Linked DNA regions of Sus scrofa: region 2 is linked to region 1. The links are chromatin contacts, called in public Hi-C maps. All regions are on one chromosome and are shown on one strand. Each heading gives the region's core, a stretch centred on a gene start, on an enhancer-like site or on the middle of the called end of the contact. The rest is flanking DNA. Distances are from core to core; before and after follow the strand shown.

Evidence for each region. A called contact is a pair of places that touch in the nucleus more often than the background predicts.
Region 2: a Hi-C map of fetal liver shows a contact between it and region 1, with 2.1 times the contacts expected there. The contact joins two enhancer-like sites. A contact is called at or near these places in 25 of 47 Hi-C or Micro-C datasets (alveolar macrophages, blood, brain and 14 more) and 2 of 2 datasets of contacts at active chromatin or transcription factors (alveolar macrophages and skeletal muscle).

Annotation. Positions count from the first base shown.
Region 1 is chr15:100,004,533-100,007,215 of Sscrofa11.1, forward strand. No RefSeq gene overlaps it. Among named protein-coding and RNA genes, the nearest start is that of DNAH7, 19 kb to the left of the region's middle. Within about 2 kb of position 1,304, at least 4 of the 83 cell types and tissues checked have an H3K27ac peak or open chromatin away from gene starts, as enhancers often do. A contact at or near this core is called in fetal liver, where this site is marked.
Region 2 is chr15:100,168,127-100,170,809 of Sscrofa11.1, forward strand. HECW2 (HECT, C2 and WW domain containing E3 ubiquitin protein ligase 2) reads right to left here. Exons shown (of 28, transcript NM_001198924.1): 14 at 2,597-2,683. Among named protein-coding and RNA genes, the nearest start is that of STK17B, 100 kb to the left of the region's middle. Within about 2 kb of position 1,380, at least 13 of the 83 cell types and tissues checked have an H3K27ac peak or open chromatin away from gene starts, as enhancers often do. A contact at or near this core is called in fetal liver, where this site is marked.

The sequences.
Region 1 (2,683 bases), core at 54-2,553:
AAGTAGATAACACCTGGCACCATCACTCACTGCTCCTCAGCCCAGGGCAGAGGCTCTAGGGGCACTCTTGCAACCCAACGGGCCAAGAAGCTCTTATACTTCCCCAAATTCAAACTGCCCCATGTAACATTGTCCTTGGCTCTGCAGATCCACGAGACCATTTATTAGGAGTTATTAGGACTCCCTGGACTCTCTGTAATGTTGTATTTATATTTAAAAACACACTCTGGCTCAAACTTCAAGGAGGACCCCCACTTGTACAAAGGGCACTGTTGAACTTGCTAAGGGGTAATCACTTCTGGGATTTTGACCCACTGGAGAAAGGCAGAAAAGGCAGTGCAGGAAAGGGACTGGGTGATAAAAGCTGCAGTCAGGACAAGAGGTGGCCCTGAGGCAGACTGGGACTTGGGACCCTAGGCTGCAGTGCTTACCTCTGGACAAACATCTCCTCAAGCAACAGAACACAAAGAAACTATAAGGGAATAAAAATAACCACATGCATGCACAGTTGGGGCAAATTATGAACAAGATGCAAAAAGACCAAAAACCCAACTGCCACTTCTGAGGTATCTGGGAAAAAAAGCAGGGTACTAGGCATAATTCCTGCACCTGGCACCATCAAGGGTGGGCCAATTGCCTAAGTCATCCATCCAGCCTGACCCTGGGCCTGCCCCTACCCTCACCCCACTTAACAGACCAGCTCTCGCCCCCTCATGGAGCAAGGAAGAGCACCTGTTACTTGATCTCGTTCCTCATGCTATGCATTATGGTATGAGTCCCAGCAAAGCCTTGCCTAAATTTCTCGTCTAGCCTTTTATCCATTTCTCTTGAATGGCGATGCCAAGGACCCAGGTTGGTAACATCCCCTGACACTTGCCTCCTTTCATATTTCAACTGTGTCAACTACTTCCAGCCCACATGTCTCTGGATGTGCCCGAGGCATGGTTTAGGCCACTGGAGCAGAAGTCCTCCCCAGCAGACAGTCTGGTTACTGATTAAGTGACTCTGAACCTTGTTTGGATGTTCAGACAGTAAGAAAGAACACAGCTTCAATATGTGCATCTAGTCAATTGAGCCTCCAGGCTAAACAATCCTACTTTTCTTAAGAGATGAACATGGAAATGGTCCCATGGCAACAGGCATGTTGATGCAGGTACGGTTTGTTCACTAACTCTGACACATGCGAATCGGATTCTGACCTGAGCCGATGTCATGAGAGCAGGAGAACTGGGCTATCTGAGCACACACTCTGGCTCGGCCTCCTGAGACCACGAAAAGTCAAGGTTTGAATCCCTGTGTCAGTGACTCAGCTCTGCTTCTGCTCTGGGAAGATAAATCGGGTGCCATGTGCTTTACTCTTGGTGAAATAGGTTATTTAGGGAAAGATGTAGAAAGTAACTTCAAAAAAATTCCAGTCAATATTAAAAGTCCTTATCAGAAAAGGTGCATGTTTGGGCCATGACAAGAATGTCTTCCTTCCTTGTGAAAAAAATGTTATCTTCAAAGTTGCCGAGAACTGTTTACAGCATGGACCCTGTGTATCACACTGATAAGGGGGGAGGCAGACACTACTTCCAGTGACACTCTGCTGGGCTTTGGGGACAGCACGCCCCCGCCTCATGCGCTGCCACAACAGTACCAGCCAATGAATGGTCCCAGGGCCTGTAAGTTCCACATGTCAGGACATACCTGGGGTTCACCTGGGGAGTTATTTGCCATAAATGTGTCAGACAGCTTCCCTTCTGCACTGTGTGGGGGGGTGTGTCACAGGTGGGAGCCCCATGGTTCCCTCTCATCTCCTTGTGCCTACAGACCTCTGGCCTCAATCAGGGATCAGGCAGCAATGTGCTCTCAGCAGTTAGCCTCAGGCCTAGGGATGATTCATGAGCAGCCCGTCCACTTGACCAGTGATTGGTGTAAGGATCACATTAAAAAAAAAAAAAAAGATGAAGAAATAAAGAAAGAAAAGAAAAAGAAACACTGTTAGAGGCTTTGTAATAGGCTTTCCTTCCTAATAAAAGGAACCTTGACAAGACTGAGCCACTGAATTAACCCATCCTGTCATCCTACCTCTGAACTTCCTGTCTAGGGAGAAGATATACTTCTTAAGATTTAAATCCCATTGGATATGGTGGAAATTGCAACAAAAAGCATCCTTACTGGGTGAATTTGCTGTATAGCAGAAATTGACAGAACATTGTAAATCAACTATACTTTAATTAAAAAAAATTTTTTTTAAGCATGCTTACTGGTTCTCTGTGGTAGGAACCTGAATTTACTTTCCATCTCTGGAAGAGTGTTGCAAAGCCACAGGCTATCAGCTTTTATACAAGCAGAGAAAATATACATGGGAAGCTATGTGAGCTGAGGCAGTTGTAGCTGAATTTGCTCATCTGTAAAATGGATTTAGAAGTAGTAACAATAGGATGATTAATTTAGTTAGTACAGACAAAGCTTTTTTTTTTTTTTTTTTCTTTTCCCTTTTCTTTTCTAGGGCCGCTTCCTGCAGCATATGGAGATTCCCAGGCTAGGGGGTCTAAACGGAGCTGTAGCCACCGGCCTTCGCCAGAGCCACAGCAACACGGGATCCAAGCTGCATCTGTGACCTACACCACAGCTCACTGCAACGCCAAATCCTTAACCCACTGAGCAAGGCCAGGGATCGAACCTTCAATCTCATGGG
Region 2 (2,683 bases), core at 130-2,629, 160 kb after region 1:
AAACCTGTGTGCTCATGGATAAGACGGGTTCCTTACCTCTGAACCACAACAGGAACTCCATAAATAAGGTACCTTTAATATAGAGATTCTACTTCCACCCTTTCAAACCCTTACAACCAGTTTACCACACTGTATCAGTTAGGCATTCAGTGGGGTTTTTTCTGAAGGCCCTAAAGCTGAAAATGTGGATCCCACCCTTCACTGCTTATTTATCCTTCAAGAATGTTCTCACTTATTCTTCAAAGTTAGTTCAAATAGGCCCCTCTCCATGAAGCCTTCCCCTCCCTTCAAGCTGACATTAGGTGCCACCTTCACTGAGCTCCCCCAGGTCTCAGGGTACATTTCTAAAGCAACCATCATTACTAACAATTTATAAAGCGTTTTTTACTTGTATTTTTTGGCCACGCCTGCAGCATGCAGAAGTTCCCAGGCCAGGGATCGAACCCGAGCCATAGCAATGACAATGCTGGATCCTTAACCAACAGGCCACCAGGAAACTCCCTTTCACTTGTATTTTGATTTATCTGGATTATGGTTAGTTTTATATATTCTCTCCCTAATAAGAACACAGGAACATATTTATTTGTATCCTTCACACCAACCACATACCTATACTACACGTAGAAATTCATTTGTGGGACGGAAGAGATACCAAAATTTCTACCGCCTGGAATATCTGCTAAATGAGCCTACAAGAGTGGCTGAGAAGACTCATGTATATAACTGGGAGTTTCCCACTCTGCTCCTCTAGAGTTATCAGCCTTGAGGAATGAAGTCAGCCCCTCTCTGAGGAGATCCAGTCATTAACTACACTTCGTTTATCAGTCACCAAACTTATCATTTCAATCTACCAACATCTACTTTCCCTCCTGTCAGTATATTGCTCTGTACCATCATTTCACAGAACAGCCAAAGGTCTCCTCCTTGACACCCCGCTTCTTCAAACCCGACTGCCAGGCAGTAGTGGGCAAGCCATGATAAATGTGTGCATCACAGCAGGTTGTGCATATTTCTGACGGCTGGGCCAGAAAGCCCCTTCCCCTCAAAGGTGTAAAACGCTGGGGCTGAATGCTGAGTCTTTATGGGGTCCTCTCAGTTCCACTGCTCCGTCTCCATCAATAGAAGAGAAATCTTCATTCAAATTTTAATGTGGACCTTAGTAACCCTAAGGCTAGACTGTGGAAAGAATTCAAGTTCTGAGGCAGAGGAGTTGAAAGAAAACGTATAGTTACTAATCTCATGCACGTAGTCCTGACCAGACTGAAGAGTCAACTTCATCTTGGGAAGTCGAGATAAGGCGAGCGTCTAAAGTGCACTGGGCTGTGTGATAAAACCAGGCAGGGCCCGAATATGCTACAGATCACGCACAAGGTCCAAAGGTGAGAGGTCTGTTCTGCTTTCTAGATGAATGCTGTCAGCATCATCCCATTTCCCACCAATGGTTTATACGGCAGCCAGGTAGAGATTTATTAGCTCCTCATAAAACATAAATATTTTTGTGCATACCTCATCCTGCAATTCATTTATATATCATTTTTATATGAGCGTCTCCTGTGTACTCTTTGTGTCTGCTCTTACAACCAGCAAACACACATGATGCAGCAGAGCAAGTATGGAAATCATGAGGGGAAATTCCAAGAGTGGAATTTTGATGAACCGAATCCAGTTATTTATTGGCTTCATAATTTTTCTTCTACTAGAAGCTGCAAAAATATTTGACCCACGATATAATACTGAAAATATGATATGCACATAGACGTGCAAGAGGCATGCCGGAAAAAAATCTTAATTCTATTTGTCTAAGGGAAGTTTTAGAAACAATGTATATCAAGTGATGATATATGACATTCATAAGCCAGTACTAAGGAGAAAATATTTGACCTAAAACATTTCTCTTTTATTTATTTAAGCTGCTAAAAAAAAGAGGAAGCAGGAAGAGATTATTTCTTTTTTCTTTCTTTTTTGGGGTTAGATTATTAGAGAGCCCTCATGTGGTTACCATGGGTCAGTGCAAACTAGCAAAGTGGAGTACAGTTCAGTTTGTAGTAATTCTTAATGCTGTTCATTTATTCTGGGCACTTAAGAGTACATAAATCGACTGTCGTATATATTCTAATTTTAAAGGGTATTAATGAGGATATCACAATCCCGTAGCCTTGGCTGAATATTTTAATCTAATCCAGGAATCCTCACTTTAGAAAATTCCTATCCTTAACCTAATTTTAGCCCCATCAAAGTTACATTCATTTTTCCCTACGAAGCTGCCCTTAGGTATGCAAAAGGGCTCCTCCTCCTCCTCTCTCTTGAACATTTTATTGCATTATGAATTCTCTCTCACCATCCACTGAGCTTTTTAAAAAATATTTTATAATTTCTTCATTCTTTCCTCATCTGTCCTATTTTTAAAATTTATAATTTAGGCTCTATGTGTTGCCAGAAAAGCCCTGTCAACATTTTACTATTTTCCAGTCTCCAGATGACAGGCTCTAAATCAAACTAGAAAAACAAAGCAAAGCAATAATAAAGAGGCAGCACAACTGCACACACCTCGGTACACCTATCTACTGGTAAGTGGGTACCAAGGCTGGGGACTCACCTCGCCTGCACTGTGGCTGCGCTGCCTCGTCAGATGCTGTCGATGCACCAGCGCACTCGTGGGTCTGCTGCTCTGGAGTGGGAGCCG